Linked DNA regions of Mus musculus: region 1 is linked to region 2. Evidence: chromatin contacts called from public promoter capture Hi-C data. All regions are on one chromosome and are shown on one strand. Each heading gives the region's core, a stretch centred on a gene start, on an enhancer-like site or on the middle of the called end of the contact. The rest is flanking DNA. Distances are from core to core; before and after follow the strand shown. Region 1 has its middle 40 kb from the start of Alg10b. Region 2 holds the start of Syt10 (synaptotagmin X).

Region 1 (6,077 bases), core at 3,059-5,558, 340 kb before region 2:
TAGCCCTTGTTCACAGAGAGCTCTTGTGTTAAAGGTGTGTGCTAGGGCTGAGTCACACCACGAGAAATAGGATTTTCCAGTTCACAATCTGGGGGTTTACAATGTGATCAAATACTCTGCAACAGGTAAGGCTATGCTTTTCCCCAGCTCCCTGTCATTGTCAGAGTTGTTTGATTTTCCAAGATGAGTTCTTGAGTCTCTTCAGACATGGTTAGGGGTGCCCACAGTTTAAAACAAGCACCAGCGACTCTGATGGGCTCATTGTCATTACAACCTTCATTAGACCCAGGCAGAAAACATCAAAGTTAATCTGTTTTACTGAAAATGAAGAGTACAGGGTACCATCTAAAGAAGACACTCAGCTCAGGACCAGTCTGAGAACAACAACAACAACAAAAAACCATTCAGATACGATGTGTTTCCTTGGGATCAAAGTGTCTCAGCCCTGTGGCCACAATAGCCATCCATTCTTTCTAAGGAGGCAAAGACCAGCAAGTTGAACAAGGGACCCATTATACTTAAGTTACAGTCAGTAGGTGAAAACATTTCTGAAGCTAAGCAGGATTCTGTGTTCAAGGCCTAAACTCAGTACACAAATGAAAGTTGTGTTTATTTTTCCATAGAGATAACACCCTTAATACTATATGTACCAAATGGAAGCAAAACACTGGAGAATAATACACACATGTTGTGCAGCCAGAGCCTATCTTGGGCTATATTGGATGTTAATAATTTGATTTTTTTATTTAAAAAAATCCATGTGTATTGTGTGTTCATTTGTGATATGCATGTATGTGCAAGTGTGTGTGTGTGTGTGTGTGTGTGTGAGAAAGAGAGAGAGAGAGAGAGAGAGAGAGAGGGGGGCAGATGTGTATCACAGCATGGGTGTTTAGAGAATAACTTTGGGTGTCATTTCTCACCTTCTACTTCATCCATTTCACTTGGAATGCGATCTGTTTTGGTTCTCAGTTGAATATGCATGGCTAGCTGGCCTATGAAGTCGTGGGAATTCTTCCTCCTCCTGTCTTGTGATAGGAGCCATTGGACCACAGATACATGCTCCTTTGTCTAGCTTTACATAGGCTATTGGGATCTGAACTCAAATTCCTGACATAGCAAGTGCATTACCCACTGATCCATCTCCTGAGTCCTCAATGTAGTCTTATTTTCTAAAATATTGTGAGCATTCTGAAATGCACAGAACAGATGTACCTGGATACATACAGGCATCCACAGTCATGAATGATGCTCAGGACCGTGATAATCTATGATTCTGTCTGTTCTTATTTCCATGCATTCCTCAGACTCCCACTGGGAGGCATCAACAGGCTCCTTCTAATCTCCAGCTCCACTAGTGGCTGCATTATCTATCCCCTTCCGATGTGTCTGATAGACAAGTAATTAACTTCTAAGTGTGAGGTAATAAGCAACCAATTGCAGACCAGACCAGGGTGTTTTCAAAGGGATGATATTAATAAAGGAAGCAGTGACCAAGGATTCTTGGAAAGAAGCTGTGCCTGCAAATGCTGATTGACTGATTACAACTTCAGGGGTATGGGCAGGATGGGATGCTCTGGCCCAGAGCCTAATTACCAGTTATCTTGAGCTATCTTAAGTTCCCTAAATAGCCATTCCTTGTCCCCCCACCCTGTGTCAGGCTTAACATTCTGTCAGTGAAAGATAAAGTCTGACCCAATAACCTAACAGATTAAAAGAAACCTTTTTGGAAAGTATTAGCTTAACATTATCCTAGCTTTCCACCAATTAAGGGCTAACGGTATTCTTAGATACATCTTAGACCCAGAGCCTAGATATCTCTACTGGCTGTAACCTGTCCCTTATATATTAAAAAATATTTCCATCAATATATTTTAAAACACTTGTTCTGTTACTATAAAAAAAACTGTATGAAACATCTTACATATTGGAACGTGAGACCTTGGGCCACCTAAATCTATATTCCTGGGCCATAGTCACTGATATTTGGCTCCAGAATAAACTATCTCTTACTTCCTTTGATGTGAAAGCTATGTTTCTGTGTCAGGAAAGCCTTCCATTAGTGTAAGTGGCTTAAAACCGATTCATATTAAAAATTCAGTTCAATACTCATTAGTTGATACAATCTATAACTAGACCTCAGATCAAACACTTGACCTAACACACTCATTCACTCACTCACTCACTCACTCACTCGCTCACTCATCTTTAACTTTTAGCAAGATTAAAGGCCACTTCCTTTTGGTCGCCCACCCCTTTATAACAAAGCTCAGTGCAATGTCACCCAAAAATGACATTTATGGCAGAATGCTAATTATGTGAGCAATAAGCATAGGTATTCAAAAAACCCTACATCCCCTCCGCCCCCCCCCCCCCCCCCCGCCAATCATATGAGTCATCGCTGTTCTTGTAGAGCAAGATGCCATCAGGTGAAAAGCAAACCCTGACTAAGACATCAGCAGCACCCATGAGCCAGCCATGAGCAATTATGACAATCTTGTGTGTCAAGTAGTGCTTCTAGATTAGAGATGCAGGGCCCAACCATTGATGAGCAGTGAGGAGTCCAGACGCCTCCCCTTTCTCTTCAAATTCTCAACTGTGCATCTCCATGCTTAATCAATGGCAGTCAGTGTTGCTAATCTGAATCTTATTTGGGGTGCACATTTCTAACTGGGCGGCTGACAAAAATAACCCGTTGTGACTCAAACCTCACATTGCTTGCTTTAGTCAAGGAAGCTGAAGGAAAGGCACAGTGCAATGCACAGTGTCCTTTCCTTAAATTGGCATTTTAGATAGGTTTGCAAAAGCTATCCACAATTGCATAAACAACAGCCACAACAACAACAACAACAATGAAGGTATTGCAGCCTATAAGTTTTCTGCAGTAGTTTTGCACCCATTGCCCAGGGGACTAGAGAATCAGAAAAAGGAAGGACTCCCATGTAAGATACGAAGAATGACTTAAAAAAAAAAACAGTAGTCTAACGTGCATGGTGGAGACTTGTGACCACAAAATCAGTAAAGCAGCGAGTGCTGAGAGACCCGTCTATTGTGTAGAACCTTTAGGATCATAAATTGGGCCTAAAATAAGCATTTAAAAAAATCTTTTTTTTTTTTTTTTTTTTTTTTTTTGGAGACAGGGTTTCTCTGTGTAGCCCTGGCTGTCCTGGAACTCACTCTGTAGACCAGGCTGGCCTCGAACTCAGAAATCCACCTGCCTCTGTCTCCCAAGTGCTGGGATTAAAGGTGTGTGACACCACTGCCTGGCTTAAAAAAATCTTTTAATACTTGAGATTTGGGTCATGAATAGAAGCAAAACAGACTATCATGATGAACACAGAAGTTGACTTGCCATTTAATAACTCAATGGTCTAGGGAACTGGGTGACTACAGCTAGCATCTGCAGTGCCTGTACACACACACACACACACACACACACACACACACGCACACACACACACACACACACACACACATACACACACATACACACACACACACACACACACACACACACATACACGCACACGCACACACACACACACACATACACACACACACACACACACACACACACACACACACGCACACTTTCTTTTAAAGTTCTAAGAAAAATAGCCAGAACAGTTAATTTTTTTATTCTGTTTTCAAATTGCAATTATTCTATCTAGTGATATTGAATAGCAAGTTTTTTTCATATGTCTGGTATTAATAATTGCTGCATGAGCAGCCCACAGATATTTAAGCAAATCAGGGTAAGCTCCCTGGTTTGGCTATCCTTCAGAATTCTTGTCTGTATGAGCAAACATTCCCAGTGATTAAGTCAGTGAATTGGGCAAAAGCGAAATTCTAATTGAAATTGCTAAGCGCAAACTATAATATACTCTTCTCATATATTTCAAAGCACTCACTCGTGAGAAACAAAGAGATACACAACTGGCCCTGTTCATTCTTGGAAAATCAATTTTGATTCGGGACATTTTTAGGTCAACTGCAGAGACACAGATGCTGAGTGATTTCTTTTATAACCGCAAGGGTAAGCATCTCACTTTACAGATGGCCATCCTGCTTGGCTTACTTCACTTCTAAATAAGATGCCTAGCATACCACGCTCCTGTGTTGTATGCCGGCCCGTGGTCTACTTGAATTGGGTACACCTGGGAGGCAGGCTAGGGCTGAAAAAGACTTAGATGTCGAGAGAGATATAATGAAGCCAAGAAGATTCCCCGTTTAAGGCTCACTAAGAGAGTGTGCTTATAAGGGGGAAGACCCATCGCCCCGACAGTCCATTCTTGGTGTCTGGAGCCAGCCTGTTGGCATGCAGGATAAGATGTTCCTCCAGAATATCTCAGGGGCCTCTCAGCAGGTAGCAGTGTCTTGGAGGAGAGCAGTGGCAGGTGACAGAACAATAGAGCCATCTAAGTCGAAAGGCTCCACCCTAGGTAATCTCCTTAGTGGCAGCAAGGTCAAAGTCTGGATCAGCCTGCTTCGAGGCTGGGGGAGGCTACACTCCTGACTATTCCCAGTTCCTTATGTGTTATTACCATTGGACTCTACTTTTGCCGTCATTTGAATGTACCTGTGCCCTGGTTTCCCCCTCTTGGAGGGAGATATTATTCAACTTATTTATTATTTATTTATTTATTTATTTATTTGTTTGTTTGTTTGTTTATTTTATAGAAGCCCAGGATGGAGAGGCTTGGAAGTTTTCAGGATACTTTGGATGGTTAGTGACACTTTCAAATTTTAGAAAGAGATCAAAGGGATACACATTGGAAAGAAAGAAGTCAAAATATAGCTATTTGCAGATGATATAATTATTTACATAAGGGACCCCAAAAAATTCTACCAGAGAACTCTTACAGTTGATGAACATCCCCAGCACACTGACTGGATACAAAATCAACTCAAAAACAAAAAGGCTACAATGTTAAACAGGCTGAAGGAGAAATGAGGGAAGCAGCACTCTTCACAATAGCTACAATGTAAAATATCTTGTGACTGAGCAAGTGAGAGACCTGTATATCAAGAACTTCAGCAGGGGCGTGGTGGCACACTCCTTTAATCCCAGCACTCAGGAGGCTGAGGCAGTTGGATTTCTGAGTTCAAGGCCAGCCTGGTCTACAAAGTGAGTTCCAGGACAGCCAGGGCCACACAGAGAAACCCTGTCTCAAAAAACCAAAAACATACAAACAAACAAACAAACAAAAGTCTTTGAAGAAAGGAATTAAAGAAGATGTCAGAAGATGGAAAGATTTCTCACATTTGGGTAGAGGGAATCTTAACTGAAAAAATATATATCTTCATGATATTCACCTGTAGGCAAATCTGTAGTGTATTTTCTTGATTGATGCTTGATTGTTGGGAAGGACTAGGCCCACTGTGGGTGGTGCCACCCTCGGGCAGGTGATCCTGGGTGCTATAAGAAAGCAAACTGAGTAAACCAGGAGGAGCAAGGCAATACACAGAGCTTCTTCATGATGTATGCTTCAGTTCCTGCCTGCAGGTTTCTGCTTTGACTTCCTGCCTTGACTTCCAACAGTCAAGAGTTTGACCTAAGAGTTGTAAGAAGAAATAAATCCTTCCCTCCCCAAATTGCTTTTGGTCACTATTGCATTGATAGAAATCCAAACTAAGAGAAGTCTAAAATACTCTGACATTTTGACAGAGAGCTAAGAAGCTAAGGTATGCAATAGTTCTGATTTATGGCTGTATTCAGCCCTTTCTCCTTTATGCTCTTTGTCACAGAGGTCATTTTAGATCAGGTGGTATAGAGTTTCCTGCCACTCCATAAAAGGACATAAAAGTCAGATACTTTTCTTTGTGGGATCTCTGAAGATGCTCTCCTCTGAGCCTTCCTCCGTCACCCTGTTCACGACTACTATCTTTCCAACTTTATTTACTTTATTTAAAGATCTCATCTCTTCTCTGTTTTAAAGGGAGGCCCCTCTTTCCCTTTAAGGCCATTCTCCTGCTTTCTCTAATATAAAACACTGTCTTTCAAATGCTCTCCTACCTCAAGGCCCAATCCTGGCTCCCATGATTTTGAGGGACTCTCTTCTAATTAAGTTCATTCCTAA
Region 2 (6,106 bases), core at 2,738-5,237:
CCTGAGAGTAGCAAAAGGCTTAGGACTCTATAAACTAATACCAGAAAAGTTACTTTCAGAATATGTTTACTTAATCTAAAGCAGAAATCAAACTTAAGAGGGTTATTAGAGGGATCTGCATCACTCTACTTAAGCAAGCACAGTCTGTAAGTGGTGTAGAGGATAAATTACTCATTTGTTCCTCCACATCACATTCTGCTCACCCAGAGCTTTCAAACTCACATGATGCACTACACACTGTTCTGCCCAGACTGTAGATAAACGAGGAGGGCAAGAACGACTGGAAAGTCCTCTACTAAAATGTGTTACTTAACGTCCAGCATTCAGGAGAGAGTCAATATTTTTTAACTAACTGTTAAATTATTTTTTATTCTCGTCTTAAAAATCACTACTCGTTATGCAATAAAGAACAAAAACCAAAACAAAACAAAAAAAGGCAAAAACAAAAGAACCCTGCAGATTTTAGTGTTTCTAGATTGTGTCATACCACTCAGTGTTCCTATGAATCAGGTAAAAGTGACTCAGCTAATGAATGCTTACCCACCGTGCTGCTGTTCCTAATCCTTACGGTGAGCCTTACCGTATTGTCCATCCAGGAGACATGAACCATAGACTGACTGGTAGCTGAAAATAAAATCCTGTGTTTTAACAGAACGAGAAAACAAACATGCTCAGCATGTTCTGTTTCAGAAATTATGTCTCCTTTGCCTAATAATAGATAATCAAACCCTAGGGATACAACATGGGAGTGAATCACATGAAAATGATTTTTTTCTCTGCTATTTTCCTTTGATTGAAATAAATTTCATATCCATACAATATACCCTGATTGTGGTTTTACACACACACCCCACACCGCTTCTCCCAGATTCTCTCCCCACCACCACCAAATTCTACACCATCCCTTTCTCTTTCTTGTCAGAAAACAGACACCTAAAAACTAATAATAACAGAAATATTTTAATAGCGCAATATGACAAAAGGAACAAACACGAACAAGAGACAATGAAAAAGTAAAAGAAGAAAAAGCACGCAGAGACACAAACATAAGTTTCATGAAACATACAACCATAAAGCACAATGTCTTAGTCAGGGTTTCTATTCCTGCACAAACATCATGACCAAGAAGCAAGTTGGGGAGGAAAGGGTTTATTCAGGCTTACATTTCCAAACTGCTGTTCATCACCAAAGGAAGTCAGGATTGGAACTCAAGCAGGTCAGGAAGCAGGAGCTGATGCAGAGGCCATGGAGGTGTGTTACTTACTGGCTTGCTTCCCCTGGCTTGCTCAGCTTGCTCTCTTATAGAACCCAAGACTACCAGCCCAGGGCACCACCCACGATGGGCCCTCCAACCCTTGATCACTAATTGAGAAAATGCCCTACAGCTGGATCTCATGGAGGCATTTTCTCAAGGGAGGCTCTTTTATCCGTGATATCTCCAGCTTATGTCAAATTCACACAAAACCAGCCAGTACACATAATATATATATAAAACAACTATAAGGTTTAAAAAGAGAAGGAAGGAGGAGAAGGAACAGGAGGAAAAAAAGAAAGAGAAAAGAAGCCCTGAGACAAATAACCTTCCAAAATTGCCATTGAGTTAGTTTTGTATTGATCATCTACTGCTGAGCGTGTGGCCTGTCCTAAGCATGTTTTCTATAACCAGTGAACTCTGTTGGAGTAAACTAAGTTTTCATTTGTAAGCAGTTACCAGTTGGAGACATATTCTGGGTAAGGGTTGGGGAGGGGGAGTCTTCATACAAGGATACCCCACTCCCTTGTCTCTCTAGTCTCAGGTTCTTGGCCACCCAAGCACGGTTGGGTATGAGTTCCATCTCCTGGAGCAGGACTTAAATCCAATCAAATACTAGCTGGTTATTCCTACAATGCTTGTAGCATTACTGCCCCATTGTATCTTGCAGGCAGGTCACAATTACAAGTGGAAGGGTTTGTAGCTGGGTCGGTTTTTACCTTTCTTCTTCAGAAACATCCCACGTACCTTCCAGTAACCATGAACACTGGTCCATAGGAGTGAAGTCCCAGTGTCGGCAAGAGCACCACTTCTCCATCTTCAGTGAGTTGTGTAGGTGTTGTCTTTACCGGAATGGCTTCTCTGTCATCTAGTGGAGAGCCACCAATACCTTTGACAATAGCTTGAGTTGTTTGGGGCTTCTATGGGACCCTTTGAACAATAACTACATTAACTATAACCTATCCATGGACTTGGAAGTTTCATTTAATTGAGGGATGTGCAGGTAGGGCTCTGTTTCCTCATTATTTGGTGATTTCAGTTAGATCACTTTCATATATGTGTACATTTTAGAAGCTTCTACTGTATTGGGTTTCTATATGACTCCTCAAATGGCTTTAAGTGTCCCTCTTCAACCCCCCCCCTCCTGCTTTCTACCTTCTCCTTCTTTGATCACCCCTCCTTGTCGTGGCTTGAATGAGAACAGTCTCTACAGGCTCATAGACTTGAACCCTTGATCCCCAAGGAGTAGCTATTTTAAAAGATTAAGAGGTATGCCTGGTAAGGAGTGTTTCGGTGGTCACTGGGATTCCTGGGTTAGAAAGTGTTTCTAGGTATTGGGAGCTGTCCCGAGAAATGGGAATGGGCTAGATAGGAGTGGTGGAACTGAGAGAGTACACTGGAGGGAGGGTAGCCTGCCTGTTCTCCTGGCAGGAGCAAAGTGGTTCCCTGTAAATAGAGGCAGAGATCTAGGAGGGGCCCCAGGCAGGTGGTCAGCTACAGGTCTGGGGATGATTGGAAGGCAGGAAGGAAAGTGAAGATTGCATTGGCTACTCAGGCAGGTATGGCCAGAGGGTTTACAGGGAGTACCTCCAGGGGTTAGAGACTGAGATAAAGGGATTCAGTGAGGAGAAGTTCTGCATTATCCTGTGGGAAATGGGGGCTGAGAGAACTTTGTGGCAGCAGCAAATGGTCTTCTACAAAGCTGAGGATAAGACTGGCGACTTGGAATTGGAAAACAGAGAGTGAAGAACTATCTGATTCACGGGCTGGTGTGGAAAGGGTTTTTAAACTGAGTAGTTGCTTTTATCATAGCCTGTGGTAGCTTTATCATAGCCTGGGGTAACTGCTTTCTAATTTTATTTTGTATCTTCAGCTTCATTGCTGATTTACACCAACTTGAATTAGAGAAATTTAGACGGGGGTCGGGGGATTGATGCCCCCCATTAAAGCCCTTTGTTCTAACAGGCTGTGAAAAAGACTTCAAAACAATGTCTTTACAATTAAGAGTGCGCCTGTAGCTGATTGCACTGAACCTAATCCCCCACACTCGTTTGACACAGAAATCTTGTCTTCGCACTGTTTAAGCCGCCAGCAGAGAAGAAACTAGAATCAAGTGGCGTCTCTCAGTCACGAGTTATGATTTCAATAAATAAAACCCTGATGGATGGCATATTTCGTTCTGTAGATGACAGTGAATTCAAATTTTCCTGTTCACAGTGCCGGGTAAACCCAACTTCTGATGAACCTCACTGCTGGTGATAACAGTGTTCTTACCTAGAACGTTCTCTATCCCCAAACTATCATTGTTCCAAGTCGTTTAAAAACAAATTGTAAACAGGTGTCACTCTACCTCGCATGACCTGTCTTCTGATTACTTTTATTTAAAAATAAAAATAAAGATCCGCAGGTCTGGAACGGGGAATAGCTTTTCCTTTCTTTCTTTTTTTAAAAGATAAAGAATCGGGGAGGGACCAGGGAGTAGCAAAGTTGGATTGAAAGGGAGAAATGAAAAGAGTGTGACGGGGGCTCAGAAAGGTGTATGGAGGGCACTGTCGCCTCTGCCCCCGCTGCCCGCGCCAGCCTGCCATTGGCCGCGCCGCCCAGCACCCGGGAGGCGCCGTTCTGCGCGCCGCCGCCCCTCGCTCCCCGCCGGCTGGGCTCCGCGCGCGCCTCCGAGCGCTCCGAGGAGAAGCGCAGACCTGGCAGCAGCGTCCGTTGGCGCGCGCCGCCCTCCTGCGCCCGTGCCAACCATGGGGCCAACTCGCAACTCTTAGGGCTCTGCCTCAGACCAAGGGAGATCAACGGAGCTGCGAGCAGAAGCCAAGATGAGTTTCCGCAAGGAGGACGGTGTGAGCAGCCTGTGCCAGAAGGCGCTGCACATCATCACCGAGCTGTGCTTCGCGGGTCAGGTGGAGTGGGACAAGTGTTCGGGCATCTTTCCAGCCGATAGGAGCGGCCAGGGAGGAGGTGGCACAGGTAAGGGGATCCGCTTGCGCTTCCCGGGACAAGGGGCATTTTCGGGGCTGACTTCCTGGCTGGAGCTTATCTTGCCGGGCCTCGGGGGACTTGCTCGCTGGATTTGTTGCCTGCACCTGCTAGGTCTCTGCTCCCAGGCTGCTCTCGCGCTCTCCCACCTGCTGCTCTGGCGTCCCAGGGACTCGGTGCTCTAGCTTGTCCTGCAGGGTGTAGCAGAATCACCCAGCCTGGCAGGAGAATCTGCGCTTGGCCTCAAGGAACCTAGTTCTAGAGGGAAGGCTGTGTCGTCAAGCCCCAAACGCAGGAAGGATCCCTCAGCTCTAACTTTCAGATGCAACCTGTCGAGCTCTTCAAAGCTTCCAATGCCTTTTATAATGCATATGTAATTTTCTAGCGCTTCTTGGCTACCGTGGCGAAAGGGTAGGGACTATTGACACCAGGCACTCAGGACACTTGTCAAAAAAATGGAAAAGAGATTTTAAATCCTTTCCAGTTGCGTCCAGAACCTTGGAAGCAAATATCAGGGGGAAGAGATGTAATCAGATGACCCCAGGGTCACTTGATCGCTTTAGGAGATGCACTGGCTCCGTGCGTGGGGGGGTCTTGTCTCATTCACTTTGTTTTCTCGAGTCATTTTGGTCTCCAGGCAAGGGTTTCTACCTTCTGGGTAGCCAGGGCAACAGGTAAGCGCAACCGCAACGTCAGGCTCAGGAGAGAAGTGCAGAAGATGAAAGAAGAGTTATGGTTTCACCATCGACCCTAAGAGCTAGACAAAGGAAGGGAGAGTCTGGTGGGATGGGAATGGGTCTGGTTTAGCTGTGTCTTTGGGTTGTTTACATTGACTGTCTCCAAGGTTTCCAAATGCTCTGCTGATGGCAACAGAAGCAGGGCGGGGGGGGGGGGGGGGGCAGGGGGGGTTGTCTGAGCTTATCAGAACCAGGGACTCTTGAAGCAGAATGATACATTGTTGTTGCTGTCAGTGTGATAGAAGCGTCTTTTTTTTTTAAATGTATAAACACAACCAAAGCCATTTAAACCGCGTGTGTGAGTGTGTGTGTGTGTGTGTGTGTGTGTGATGCAAAGGATGTAAAAAAAAAAAAAAATCAAAGTGCTGCTGCTACTGTAAAGACCTCTGTAAACCGAGTAAGCTCGTCTAAAATGCCTTTAAGTGAACATTAAGCCTAGGTTCAGAGTGGAGGAAGTGAGAACACTTAATTCTAAGGACATGTATTTGATCACCAATAGTCAATGCAGAGGCCATACCCCTAATTCTTATTCTTTCTTGGCCCTTGCGATTACACACGAAGAGGTGGTTTCCTGGCTCTCATTGGCTAACAGTGTTAGAAATTGCATGACAAATGGACGCTAAAACAGGTTCGGTTCTCGACTGTCCAAAATGTGTAATTGTGTTAATTCGAGGTATGTAAATTTCATGGTATGTAAATGGCAGTAAGAGTTCTGAGGTTTTCATAATCACTACAGTGCTTAACTGTAGTCCTAATTCTCATTAGACATTCATTTGGGGGAGAGAAGGGGATGAAGAAAAATGACTCTAAAACAATTCAGTATTTTTCTTTCTTTAAGGACAATACGTACTATTAAAGTGGGAGATCCTGTCTGATATGTGAACATAGACAGTAGCTCTCACTAGAGAAAGACAGTCCACAAATTACTCATGACATTCGAAGATAAAGGAGAGTCCTCTGCTTTTTCATTTGTAAACTGTGAAATCAGTTAAAAGCAAAGGGTTCTGAGTTTAGTGCTCCGATATTAATGGATAATAGAAGCAGACTTGATGGTTATTTGCTAAATGTTTAATTATATCAGCTAGCTACTCAGATGCCTGCTGTTCTGTGGATTTTCTCACAACGTGGGCCC

Evidence for each region. Promoter capture Hi-C pulls out the DNA fragments that hold promoters and counts their contacts.
Region 1: a contact with region 2 is called in a promoter capture Hi-C map of embryonic stem cells, with 2.9 times the contacts expected there. The contact joins the enhancer-like site here to the promoter of Syt10 in region 2. A contact is called at or near these places in 7 of 39 promoter capture datasets (the HPC-7 cell line, the SN4741 cell line, cranial neural crest and 3 more) and 4 of 115 datasets of contacts at active chromatin or transcription factors (embryonic stem cells, forebrain and stem cell-derived neural progenitor cells).

Annotation. Positions count from the first base shown.
Region 1 is chr15:90,181,547-90,187,623 of GRCm38.p6, reverse strand. No RefSeq gene overlaps it. Among named protein-coding and RNA genes, the nearest start is that of Alg10b, 40 kb to the left of the region's middle. Within about 2 kb of position 4,308, at least 6 of the 459 cell types and tissues checked have an H3K27ac peak or open chromatin away from gene starts, as enhancers often do. A contact at or near this core is called in embryonic stem cells, where this site is marked.
Region 2 is chr15:89,839,741-89,845,846 of GRCm38.p6, reverse strand. Syt10 (synaptotagmin X) reads left to right here and starts at 3,987. Exons shown (of 7, transcript NM_018803.2): 1 at 3,987-4,228. The coding sequence starts at 4,078.